2 separate regions of the Bombyx mori genome follow, and region 2 is linked to region 1. The links are chromatin contacts, called in public Hi-C maps. All regions are on one chromosome and are shown on one strand. The core of a region is the stretch at or near the end of the contact, and the rest is flanking DNA. Distances in the headings are between cores, read along the strand shown.

Evidence for each region. A called contact is a pair of places that touch in the nucleus more often than the background predicts.
Region 2: a contact with region 1 is called in a Hi-C map of whole pupa, with 8 times the contacts expected there. The contact joins the enhancer-like site here to the promoter of LOC101746272 in region 1. A contact is called at or near these places in 2 of 7 Hi-C or Micro-C datasets (both in whole pupa).

The regions. Positions count from the first base shown.
Region 1 is chr10:17,215,982-17,222,219 of ASM3026992v2, forward strand. LOC101746272 (selenoprotein M) reads right to left here and starts at 2,096. Exons shown (of 2, transcript XM_062670769.1): 1 at 1,512-2,096; 2 at 1,062-1,428. The coding sequence starts at 1,607. The coding sequence ends at 1,189. It overlaps Nc (Nedd2-like caspase), which reads left to right and starts at 5,481. Exons shown (of 8, transcript NM_001195467.1): 1 at 5,481-5,802. The coding sequence starts at 5,671. LOC101735951 (stalled ribosome sensor GCN1) reads left to right here. Exons shown (of 39, transcript XM_038013250.2): 39 at 1-18.
Region 2 is chr10:17,276,815-17,282,973 of ASM3026992v2, forward strand. LOC101735537 (intermembrane lipid transfer protein VPS13D) reads left to right here. Exons shown (of 72, transcript XM_038013239.2): 23 at 1-68; 24 at 346-517; 25 at 634-765; 26 at 3,754-3,916; 27 at 3,989-4,147; 28 at 4,632-4,796; 29 at 5,034-5,157; 30 at 5,517-5,653; 31 at 6,043-6,159. Among protein-coding and RNA genes, the nearest start is that of LOC101735537, 16 kb to the left of the region's middle. Within about 2 kb of position 4,032, at least 3 of the 8 cell types and tissues checked have open chromatin away from gene starts, as enhancers often do.

The sequences.
Region 1 (6,238 bases), core at 846-3,345:
AAAAAATCAATACCTTTTAATTATTTTTTTTTAATGAACAAGCTCATGACCTACCTGTTACAAAATAGTTACTGGATTTGTCCTCTTGGTATAAATTAATTAACATTTACTTAAGCCTATAATAATAGACGAATTTAATTATTTATACAATAAAAATGTGTTATTTATTGTAAAATACACCTCGAGTATTGGGTACAGACATGATGGAAAACAAAATACACATAAAACAAACCAAAAAAGATAAAGGGTCCTTAGCTAAATTTTAGTGCTTAAATTAATTCTTATTGAAGTTATACGTCTTTAGGCGCGTTATGAAAAATTGATGAGAGTGAAATTTTACGATGCGCGCGTACCGTGACACAAAATTAACAGAATGAAGTTGCCCACTAAATCGCTCATTACAATACGACCGACGTAACTTGGCGAGACTGAATATAGCCGCAGGTGAACTTTCCGAACCGTACCGAGAATTACCGAATTTATACGACGTCAAGAAAAGGGATGTCCAATATGCGTGTTTGAGGATGTTGTTTAATCGATTTTTTTTCAAATTGATTAAAAATTAAATATAAAAAAACGAAATAAATTTAATAAAAATAAAGTATAACTTCTTACGCGCGTACATATGTACACGCACCCTTTTTTTATATAATTTGACAAAACGTAGTACACACCATAATATTATCTGACTAATTATTAAACATATTTGATCTATGACTAACTTTTCATAAAAGGGCAGTTTATTCTCCATTGCATGTAGTCATCATAGTTTTCTTTTTTTACTTTTTTATAACAGGCCACAAACTTTTCATTATCTAGTCTTGGGAGTACTGGATCTTGACATAGGACAGTATAGTAGGCATAATTGAGAGGTTAATTTTATAAAATAACAAAAGTAACACAGAAAACCTGGAGACGACTAACAGTAGCTCAATTCTCAGTATTCATTACTGATTACTTGCACTTTAATAATGTGAAGAATAACATACAAACCAAATTAAAAGTAAATATAAACAATGAAGAGGAAGCCATAAGGATAGAGAAAAATAAATATATCAAAATAATATTTATAATTTTATTCAAGTCACCACCGAAGTACAATTGTTGTTTAATATTTGTGACATTTGTATAAAACATAAGTACCTATTTCTATGAGTGGAATGTACAGTACCGTATACACTAAGTAGTTTATAAGTCAGATTTTTTATTATTCGAGAATCCTTTGCTCTGTATAAGTTCATTGCACTGTTCCTGATTGAGATGAGATAAAGGTAGTCTCTCGAGCTCATGGTCTCCCTCTCCGAGGAGGACTAGCTCTGGTGGTGCGCCAGAAATGAATTTCACTTCGACACGATCGTAGTTAGGAGCATCATCCATCACAAATCGTTTTACTTCTGGAAGACGATTCAATGAGCACCCTCGACAACTCTGAAAACATAGAATCACATGTAGGTGCTTAAATTTCTAGTTAGTTTCAATAAATTTGAAAATAATAGATAAATATTATAAACCTCAATTCGGGCGGATACAATGTCCGATAATTCATATTCCGAAGATAAAGCGACAACTGCACAAAATATTACAACTGATAAAAGTGTGATCTTCATCCTGAACAAAAATTTACACTTAAGCAATTGAACAACAAACTAGTATTTTAGCGGAGAAAAGCATACAATTTCTCGAATATAATAAGTGTATAATATATTGATACAATCGTCGTAATAATTTTCGGACACCCAATTTCTTTGCGAAATGTCAAAAAACCGCAAGCTGTAACAGCAGAGAATAAGTTTTTTTTGGGATTTTATGACCTGGTAACTAACACCCTTAAGTCACCTCTTGTTTTAATTTATATTCTTATTTTTATAAAAAATTATAATTTGAAGTGAAATGAAATGAAGTGAAGATGATTAATTTGAGATATTAATCAACTGGGATGAAATTAAATGAAATGAGATGAGATATAATCTCAAATGAATATAATCTCAGTAAAATGGTGGTTATTTACTGCGATTTTTTCAGTGGACTTTTTAGAGGATCCCGAGAAGTAACGTCAAGCGGTTTTATTTTATTTTTCCACATTTGTGCACTTTCACAGATATTAAACAGACATAAAACAAATCACACAACTTCACTCCTCACGTTCCCGCCAAAAAGTCCACGGAGAATAGGTAGGTTTTTTTTTGGAGTTTATGGCCTGGTATCTAGATCTTTAGGCCAAGAACAAGTAGGTAGGAGCCTACAGCCATATATTATACACTTAATATCATTATCTGTATTATCTATGGAATACACTGGAAAAATATTTTATTGGCTAACAAAAAACATAACTTAGCTCATACAGCCTAATCTTTTGTAATCAAAACGAATACCGATAATTAAATGTAGGAAAATGAAATTAAAGGAAGTGAAGTAGCATGGCATCGTAGATGTTGGATGACCGGAAATGAGGAGCTTCTGCGTAGAATGGCGAGGAGTTACTGAGAGTTAGATGGATCTCCGCAGACCTAAAGATTCCAAATGATTCGTGAGTGAGAATGGGATTATCGACAAATCGAAGTCCTCTTTTGTATGAAGTCAAATGGCAGTAGCTGGTATTTGGGGCCCAAAGGTGAGGCTATAAAGCAAAAGTCTTTGATCAGGCGTGAAGCACCGCTTCACTCTGTTTAAGACTACCAGTATTTTGGACGTCGATTTGACTTTACCCTCTAAAGAAGTTACTTTTACAGGATACCGATCCAAACGTCGATCAGAAGCATCCCAATACTCGTGGAAGATTTTGGGGATACTCCTTAATTGACAGAAATAAGGACAAATAAGTAAATTAATAAAATAAAAAAAACTACAACAGCGCTGACCTGGAAGGCGATGCTAGACTTCTGCGAGTCCACCATATCGCAGAAGGAGGTAGCGGAGAGCTCTTCCCTTTCCGCACCGATCCGTTGCCGTCGAACAGGGGGCCGGAGGAGAGATTACGCTCGCACATCCCGGCCACTGTAGGTGGCGGCTTCCCCCGGTGAAGGTCAAGGGGTTACCTGAGCGGGTCGAGAGCATTTCTAGCGCGTCGCCAAGGAAAAATATTTTCGAGATAAAAAAGAGCAACCGGTGGGTGGTGTATCGCCTACCGACCCAGCAGGCTGGTTCTGGTCTAGCGGGGCATTCCGGGACACCAGTGGCAGTGTCTAGGCGGCCTGACGGGCTGCCGTATCGAGACGGCTGACGTTTCAGAGCCTTCGAGACGAATCGAAGGCTCCGTCGGCCGAGCGTCATTGGGGTGAGCTGTGCCGTTTGGTTGTAGTGTTGACCGCGGTAAGCCCCTTACCTTTTCCGTGTTCTGACCTCAGAGGGGATTAGTGCAGGGGATCGTTTAGTGGGCAGGGCAATGAAAACATCCCTGGCCCCGCGGTCTTACAGTCGCGGACCAGTCCCACATACCCCGCGCGCCCCATAGGCGCGGGTACCTCGTGGGAGGTTCGGCCGCCGCGGCGCCGGCCCGAAAAAAAAGCGCTAAAATGGAACCATTGGAAATTATGTAAAAAAAGCTTCCGCATCTGTCATTACCTTTTTTTTTTTTTGGTAGAGGGCTTTCACAGATATTAAGCAGTTAATAAACCACCGTTAATACACATTTAATCCTGAAGAAACACTAAATAGACAAAATAAGACAAATCACACAACTTCACACCTCGCGTTCGCGCCAAAAGTCCAGTTAAAGTACCATTTTTTTTTTAGAGATTTTATGACCTGGTAACTGAGACTTTTAAGTCATGTCTTATTTTACTTTATATTCTTAATTTTATGAAAAATGATAATATGGAGTGAAATGAAATGAAGATGATTAATTTGAGACATTAATCAACTGGGATGAAATTTAATGAAATGAAATGATATGGGATGAAATATAATCGCAGTAAAATGGTGGTCATTTACTGAGATTTTTTCAGTGGACTTTTTGAAGGAACCCGAGAAGTTACGTCCAGCAGCTTTGTTTCATTTTCCCACATTTGTGCACTTTCACAGATATTAAACAGTTAATAAACCACCATTATTACACATTTAAACCCGAAGAAACACTAAATAGACAAAATAAAACAAATCACACAACTTCACTCCTCGCGTTCCCGCCAAAAAGTCCAGTTAAAGTACCGTAAAATGGGGCGATTAGGGATAAATTCCAACTTTATGAGCAATTTTAAGGTAGTTGTTGATGTATATAATGCTATATCAGGATCAAAATGATTGAGTCTTGGGGGCATCTTTGTTGTCCAATTTAAAAATAAGCAACTAGCATTCCAGTTTAAGCAAAAAATGCAAAAATAGGTGTAATCCCTATTTACCCGAAAATTGCGGTTAATTGGGATGAAATGAGAAATTTGCTAGGGTTGGCACTACTTTTATTTTTATATATAGTTTTAATTAATTTATTTATTTAGTTGCACCAACAAAGTGATCATCAATAAAAAAAATTTAAAAACTGACAAAAGTACATGGCAGACATCACCTCAATTATAGGTGCAATCGACAGTGCTGATATTTCTATCTGGGTTAAGAGATTAGGTGTGTCGGTTATTCCATGGATTAATCAGATGAATACCCCCACTCTGAACAAATATTTAATATTTTATTAAGTATAACTTAGACATTTTTGTCCACCTTGAGATTTCATTGATCTTGTTACATGTCTCTGCAAAATCGGCTTACTTATATTAAATTGCTTATCTATTTCAACTAAAGACTTATTCCCAATTTCGCTTCGAATAAACCAGATTTTTAACAACAAATTTAAAAAAATATTGTTATAACTACATAGACAACCCTACAAACCTGTACCTATTTATACTTAGGTCGTTTCCATTTCACGTATTCTCATCCCAATTGACCCCTTTTTCGTTGTTATTTGTACCTAAGACGTCCCTAATATCCCCAAAAACAACAGATTTTTACATGTATTTTTATTTAATCAAATACATTAAAACCAATAACAACTGAGACTTACCTTTAATATATATGCTGGTTCAAACACTAAATAACGTTTATAAATCATAGTCGTCTTCTATTATTATCAAATAAATAAAAGAGAGCAAAGTTTCTAGCACTAAAATAATTACCACCACAGGAAGTTAATTTGAAACGCGATTTTTTATAAGTTAGCAGCTATTATCGTGCATATTCAGAGTTATTTTGTGAACTTTCAACATTCTACTATTAAACTACAAAAAATGGAAGATTTTGCAACGAATATAAAACTTATATTGAGCGTCGAAAGATTTTCCCGGTTTTTTCCCGATTCGCCTCTCAATCCCTAAACGCCCCATTTTACCGGTACCACCATACCACCTACCATAGATTATACACTTAATTTATTTGAGCTGTTCGGACGTGCAGAATTGTGTTTGTGAATTGTGTCATCCTGATAATATTACAAAAAGGTTCCTGCAGTTGTGACCTAATCAAAATATTGTCCTAAGAACGGGAACATTCCAGTCCTCATAACTAGAAGCTATGCCGGACACACATATCCTTGAAAGAATATGATAAAAATTTAAGCCTATTTGGAATGTAGTAAATTAAATTGTAATTAATTGTTAATAATTTAAATGTGGCTGTCTTCCTTCCCCATTTTCATCTGTAACTCAAACATAAAGTTAAATCCAACAAATTTAATGCAATATGCAAGAGGAGCACAAGAAAGCAATCCAGAGAAATTTCTCATCTCTGGTGGAGGGCACAGACTTAGATTCTATGGTGATGGCTCTCTATGAGAAGGGAGTGTTTTCCCAGCAAATGATAGAACCATACAGAGTGAGTTTATGTAAAATTATAATATTTTTATAAAAGTGAAGTGTTAGGTTAGCTAGTTAGCAATGTTTCTGTTCTTTCATGTGCTGAGTACAGAATCTAGTCTAGGAATGTGAAGCCTCGGAACTGATTGATATGTGCATACAAAGAGATGGGAATGCAAATTATAATTATAAATGTTTTCATAGTCTAGAGACCAATAAGACCAATACATGTAGATTATATTTTAAAAATTAATAATTTATAAATGAAAAACTTTCTGCTGCACATTCTAATTACTCTTTTTGTGAAATATTTGTAGGTACAATTTTTAGAAATGAGAATTGTTAATTAAATTTTGCTTATATTATATATATCTTTCAATAAATCTTATAGGTAAAATCTAGAATCTTGCAATAGATAGATAGAGAAGATCTTTCAATAGAATACATCTTTCAAA
Region 2 (6,159 bases), core at 2,782-5,281, 63 kb after region 1:
GCCGCCCGCCCGCGCGCTGCTGTTCGACGTGGAGCGGTCGCTGGGCCCGCGAGCCGCCGACACGACAGGTAGCCCCCGGTCCCCCCGCATCTGTCAGTCTTGCCGTTTCAACTTGCTTTCATTCTGTTCGGTTAATATATTTATAAAGACCAAATCCGCCGCAAAGTTGAAATATAAACCGAATTTTCAGAACACAAGAATCCATTAAAATAGTAAATTGTAATTGATTATAATGTGTAAATGGCTTCAATGTAATTTCAAAAAAATTAATTGTTTGTTCCTCTGCACTATAAAATTCGTCCGTCGCGACGTCACTATATCGTACAAATGTTTGCATGCGTGGAGTGGTGGAGGTGCGCGTGAGCGTGCAGGTGGCGCGGGTGTGGTACACGCACTCCAACGCGCTGCTGCTGGAGCTGAGGTCGTGCCTCACGGAGTTCAAGCAGTACCTGTCCAACCTGGCGCGCTCCATCCGAGCCGCCGCCGCCGACATGGCCATAGGACTCGTGCACCCGAGGTAGGGGTCAAATTGTATATTTGTGGCAGGACTTGTGGCTTTGATTCCCACATCAGTCTGAGTGAAATCTGGTTTACATAATGAAACAATATTTTGCCACGTGTATTTTCTCTCAGAGGGGAGTCGTTGTATTCCAACCCGAAGCTGTCCCAGTCGACGGAGGGCGTGTCTCCGAGACGGCGCACCGCCAGCACCGGCACCTCGCTGGACGAGCCCCCAGACCTCACGTCCGACAGCGTCGTGCTGAGGTAGCCATTGTGGACTACAAACCATACAGTTGTCGGCGCTCCTCCAGATACTGCATCATTTGCATTTAATAATCGCGAGTTTGTTTGATTTTATATCGCGGTAACACTAAAGTTAGTGTGACACATCCGCCACTATTCTTTCACTAGTAGACATTGATCCAGTTAATGTTTATAGTCTAAGATCCCGCTGCAGGTTGGTGTGCTCATCGACTTTTTGTTTAAAACCAAATTTTTATATTTATTTATAATTAAGAGAATATACCTAGTCAGGTCATAAATTCTGTCACATGTTTAATGTAAAATAATTGAAACAAGTTTATTCATTATGTAACCATTCATATACCAAAATGAACTTAACAAAACATAGATTCTCATGACACTAAAGTTTATTCAAAATTACCTCCGTGATTTGGAATACAGGCCTTCAATCTGCGCGGCCAGTCGTCTATCGCAGCACGAACGAGGTCCATGTCAATATCGGCGGCTGCCTTAATCAAGGATGTCTTGAGTGACTGCAAATTGGGATGAGGCTTTGAGCACGCCTTTTCCTCCAAGTGTTGCCATATCTTGTAATCTAACGGATTCAAATATGGACTGGAGGAGGGCCAGTCTTCGTGCCGGATGAAGTCGATTTCCCGCGCCGCCAGCCAGTCTTGTGTGCTCTTCGCTCTATGAGCTGGCGCCGAATCTTGTTGGAATACCCAGTGCCTGTTATTGAACATGGTATGAGAAACTGGTTCCACAAGGTTCGTCAGGACTGTATTTTGATACACAACTGCATTCGTTTTTACACCTTTCTCACAAAAATGTACCTCTGTTAAGCCCCAATAAGAAACTCCCAACCATACCATGAGCGAGGATGGAAAATGACCTCGTTGGACACGCGGAATACGGTTGCTCGCTTCTTCACTACTGTGTGCGTACACCTTATCATTTTGTTTGTTGTAGCTCTCTTCTACGGTAAAAATTTTTTCATCCGAAAAAAGAATTTTCCGATATTTTTTTCCCGCGTACCGCTTCAACAAAGCGCGGCATCTCTTCAGTCTCAGGTCCATTAGACGAGCATTCAAACGATGTCCTGTTTTTCTTCGATATGCCCGAAGCCCTAAGTCTTCATTTAACACCCTTTTCACCGTGGTTCTGCTTAACCCCATCTGAAGGGCCAACAGTTTCTGCTTACGTTTGGGATTTATTTGAATTTGCGCCTTCACAGCTTTTATCACTGCTGGAGTCCTAACAGACCGAGGGCGACCACTTCTTGACCTGTCATCTACACTAGAGTCTTCATTGTATCGTTTGATGGTACGATAAACGAATCTTTTGGTTATATTCAAATTTTTCAGTATGTTAAAAATTTGAATTGGCGCGTAACCGCAACGATGCAACGCAATAACTGCAACACGGTCTTCTTTAAGCGTCCACTCCATAATTAAAAATGAGTAAAATTCTAAAAGTTTACATTTTTATTTTCATGAACAATTCGAAATTCGAATTCAATAAACTTTTTTGTGGCCAGCATTCTAAAAGAAAAGTTTTTACTCTGTGACAATACTTATGACCTGACTAGTTATATTTACTAGGGTGCCTATCAAAATTTGGCCGCCATTATTTTAATTAAATTATTTTTAATTGATTTTTGGTAAAAAATTTCGTTTATTTATCTTTTAAATAAAATAACGTCTACATCACTGTAATTAATATGAAGATTCTAAAAAATCACGGTTGCCGTTGCGCACCTGGCCGCACCTCTTTGCAGCCAGGTGTAAACAGGTATGATTTCGATAAATTTATACGTTTATAACCTATTTTCATTAATTATATGTGAAATTGAAGCTAATTTTTTTCTATTAATTATCATATAAAGTTGCTTAATTAAATCTGGCCGCAAATACGGGTTACTGGCTGTTAAAGATAATAAATATTTAAGGTAGAGTGAAAGAGAGTTAGCGCGTAACATCATTTGTCAGACGAGGACAGCGATTGCCGGCTGTGCGACGCTTTTGCGACGCTTTAAAAAAACATTTAATATCATTAATATCTAATAGAGATATAATATTTTAGTTTGAATCATTCAAATAATTTGTAATTGGATTATTGCTTCATCAAAATGTTAAAAAAAGTCACCCTCTAAAAAATAAGGAGTTAGACAAATTGCTAACTAGACCGTCGATATATCAAATCAATATTAATTTTTTGTTGCAATTTAGAAATTTGTCATTTTGAAAAAAATTACATATTTTTTGGAGTATTTATTATAAGTCGTCTCTATTACTCCCTGGTGGTTGAGAACACTAACGTTCGACGCATGCGCAAAAGCGTCGCACAGCCGGCAATCGCTGTCCTCGTCTGACAAATGATGTTACGCGCTAACTCTCTTTCACTCTACCTTAAATATTTATTATCTTTAACAGCCAGTAACCCTTATTTGCGGCCAGATTTAATTAAGCAACTTTATATGATAATTAATAGAAAAAAATTAGCTTCAATTTCACATATAATTAATGAAAATAGGTTATAAACGTATAAATTTATCGAAATCATACCTGTTTACACCTGGCTGCAAAGAGGTGCGGCCAGGTGCGCAACGGCAACCGTGATTTTTTAGAATCTTCATATTAATTACCGTGATGTAAACGTTATTTTATTTAAAAAATAAATAAACGAAATTCTTTACCAAAAATCAATTAAAAATAATTTAATTAAAAATAATGGCTCCAAATTTTGATAGGCACCCTAGTAAATATATATTCTCTTAATTATAAATAAACATAAAAATTTGGTTTTAAAAAAAAGTCGATGAGCACACCAACCTGCAGCGAGATCTCGTACTATTATATTAATTATTAATACTCAAATTTTGTTGACGATTTTGTAATAAATAGAGTGATTCTGATAGTACGTAGTAGTACGTTAGAGTAGCAGTAATTGTGTAGATTCTATATGAGAGCAGTGCAGGAGTGCAGGAGTACAGGGCGTGGAGTGTTGCAGCGTGAGCGTGGAGCTGGAGTCGCCGGTGGTGGTGGTGCCGGTGTCGGCGGAGAGCAGCGCGGTGCTGGTGGCGCACCTGGGCCGGATGAGCCTCGCCAACCGGCCCGGCCCGCCCGCGCACACCGCCTACACCGTGCGCCTGCGAGACATCGCCCTGGCCACGGTACGGAGCCGCGCCCACTGCCCGCCGTGTCGCGCGGGCGTGAGTGTGATGCGATGTGTGGTTGGTTGGCAGCTGGACGTGGCCGAGAAGCTGAAGCACCGGCCGCTGACCGCCGAGAGCATGGAGGACACGTACGACGTGTCGGCCGGCAAGCCCGTGCTGCACGACACCGCGCTGCAGCTGACCCTGGACTACTGCGACAAGGAGCTCGACGGGGAAGTCGTCTACCAGGTACAGATGCAGCGCAACCTTACTCGAATGTCCAGCCTCCACAAAATATCAGTTTAATTTTTTTCAGTCTCACTCTCGTTCTCACGTATAGGCGTGTAGCGGCACTCACTTGCCGCTTGTGCTCTGTTCTGTACAGGCTCGGGTAATTGATTAACACATAGGACGTTGCCAGCTTGTTTGCTTTTCGAAATCTACTCCAATTGACTGCACGCTTGGCGTCGACTGCACCTCACCTCCATATTAACACGTTCGGAATACCTTCTTAAACATCATTTCTGCGCTGACTGTGGAAGCTCATATTAGTCATGCCCGTGATCCACGAAACCAGCGAGTGATTTTCATCGCCCTGAGCAAAAGGCTCGCGATATTCTTCGTGTTAGCATGTTTTAATTCTTCACAATAGAATTAAAGGCTCGTACAGCTGACGGCACCTTAACTAGCGGAATATCGCTATAGACAATTGAGGTATTGTGTCTGTGTGCAGTGTGAAGTGACCGGGAAAATAGTGGAGGGGCTGCAGCTGTCCGCCTGTCGCGAGCAGTACGAGCAGCTGCTGCAGGCGCTGTCCTCCGCGGCCGGGCCCCCCGCGCCGCCCCCCGCGCCGCCCCCCGCGCCCTCGCACCAGCCCCCCGCGCACGGACTGCACGACGTGAGCGACCCAGCTTTCATACTTCGTTTTATAATTAGTTTTAACTTACCAAATAAATCTTAGGTTGCTGTAGGGTGGGTACAAGCATCTAGTGTGTACAAACTACATATTTAAATAATAGTTAAAAAATAGTTTGTGTTCATCTCTGGTTAGCAGCATGCCAGCCGTCGGCTCTCGAAGGGTATTGCGTTCAACGGAACAAAACAGATGGTGATTTATTTTTGTATTGTTGCACAGGGCGGGTCGGTGGTGGAGGGCGCGGTCCCTACGCTGCGGCTGGACCCCGCGGTGCGCGCGGCGGTGCTGGCCGTGCCGCGCCCCGCCAGCGCGCCGCCCGCACCGCACTTCATCCCGCTCATCGGTGATTACTTCATGCGATTCAACCTTTTTTTTTCATTTTCATTCATCAAAATTATTTGTTTATTAAACAGTCGAACCTGGATAACGAAGTTACAGGGACCGTAAAATCTTCGCTTTTGGAGATTTCGCACTATTGTTAATTCGTAAATTTTATCGAATATGTTTATTAAAATACCAGCCCGACGTTCATTCTTAAACATAACTTTCCTAAATAAAATAAGTCGCCCACGTGCGTCTCAGCTTTCATTGAGTCAGTGGACGAATAATCAGAAAAGGAGTCATCATAAAATAAGAAAATGTCTAAAAGCGAACATGTCTTGTGTTTAAACAAATAAATATATGTGTCCCGTGGTGGTGCAGTCCGCGCGGAGGTGCCGGCGCTGAGCGTGCGGCTGCGCGCCGACGTGGGGGAGGGGGAGCGCAGCCTGGTGGAGCTGTCCGTGCAGCAGCTCGCGCTGCACTACCGCCGCGCGCGCCCGCACCACACCGCGCTGCAGGTGCGCCTGTACTCACTAGATCTGTATCAAATACTAAGGTTACATAGAATGGCATATGACGTCACTGCCAGTGTAAGGAGACAGCCGAGTGGCGCCGATACATCGCTCTATAACTAAAGGCGAAGCTGTTTCCGGAAGCTTTGGTGTACTAGTTTTTGTTGGTGTGCGTATAGTGTACGCATCCAACGTATTCGTATTCATTCGTATCCAATTAATTGCGACGTACGAACGTCGCTATTATGAATAAGTAATATTTTGTTTTTGCTTTGGGAATAAAATAAGCAATGTCATATTGAAATTCATGGGATTATTTTTGTCAAAAATAGGAATGTGATATTTGTTTAATAGAAAAAAACTAATATTTACTTAAATAAAATGTAATTATCTAGGTCCGCCTGCAAGGTGTCCGCATGGAGGACTTGGTAGCGGGGCGGGACCCGAGGCATCGCCTGCTGTTGCAGTCACACGTGGGACGCGCGCCCCCCGGCCCCCGCACGCGCGCCCGC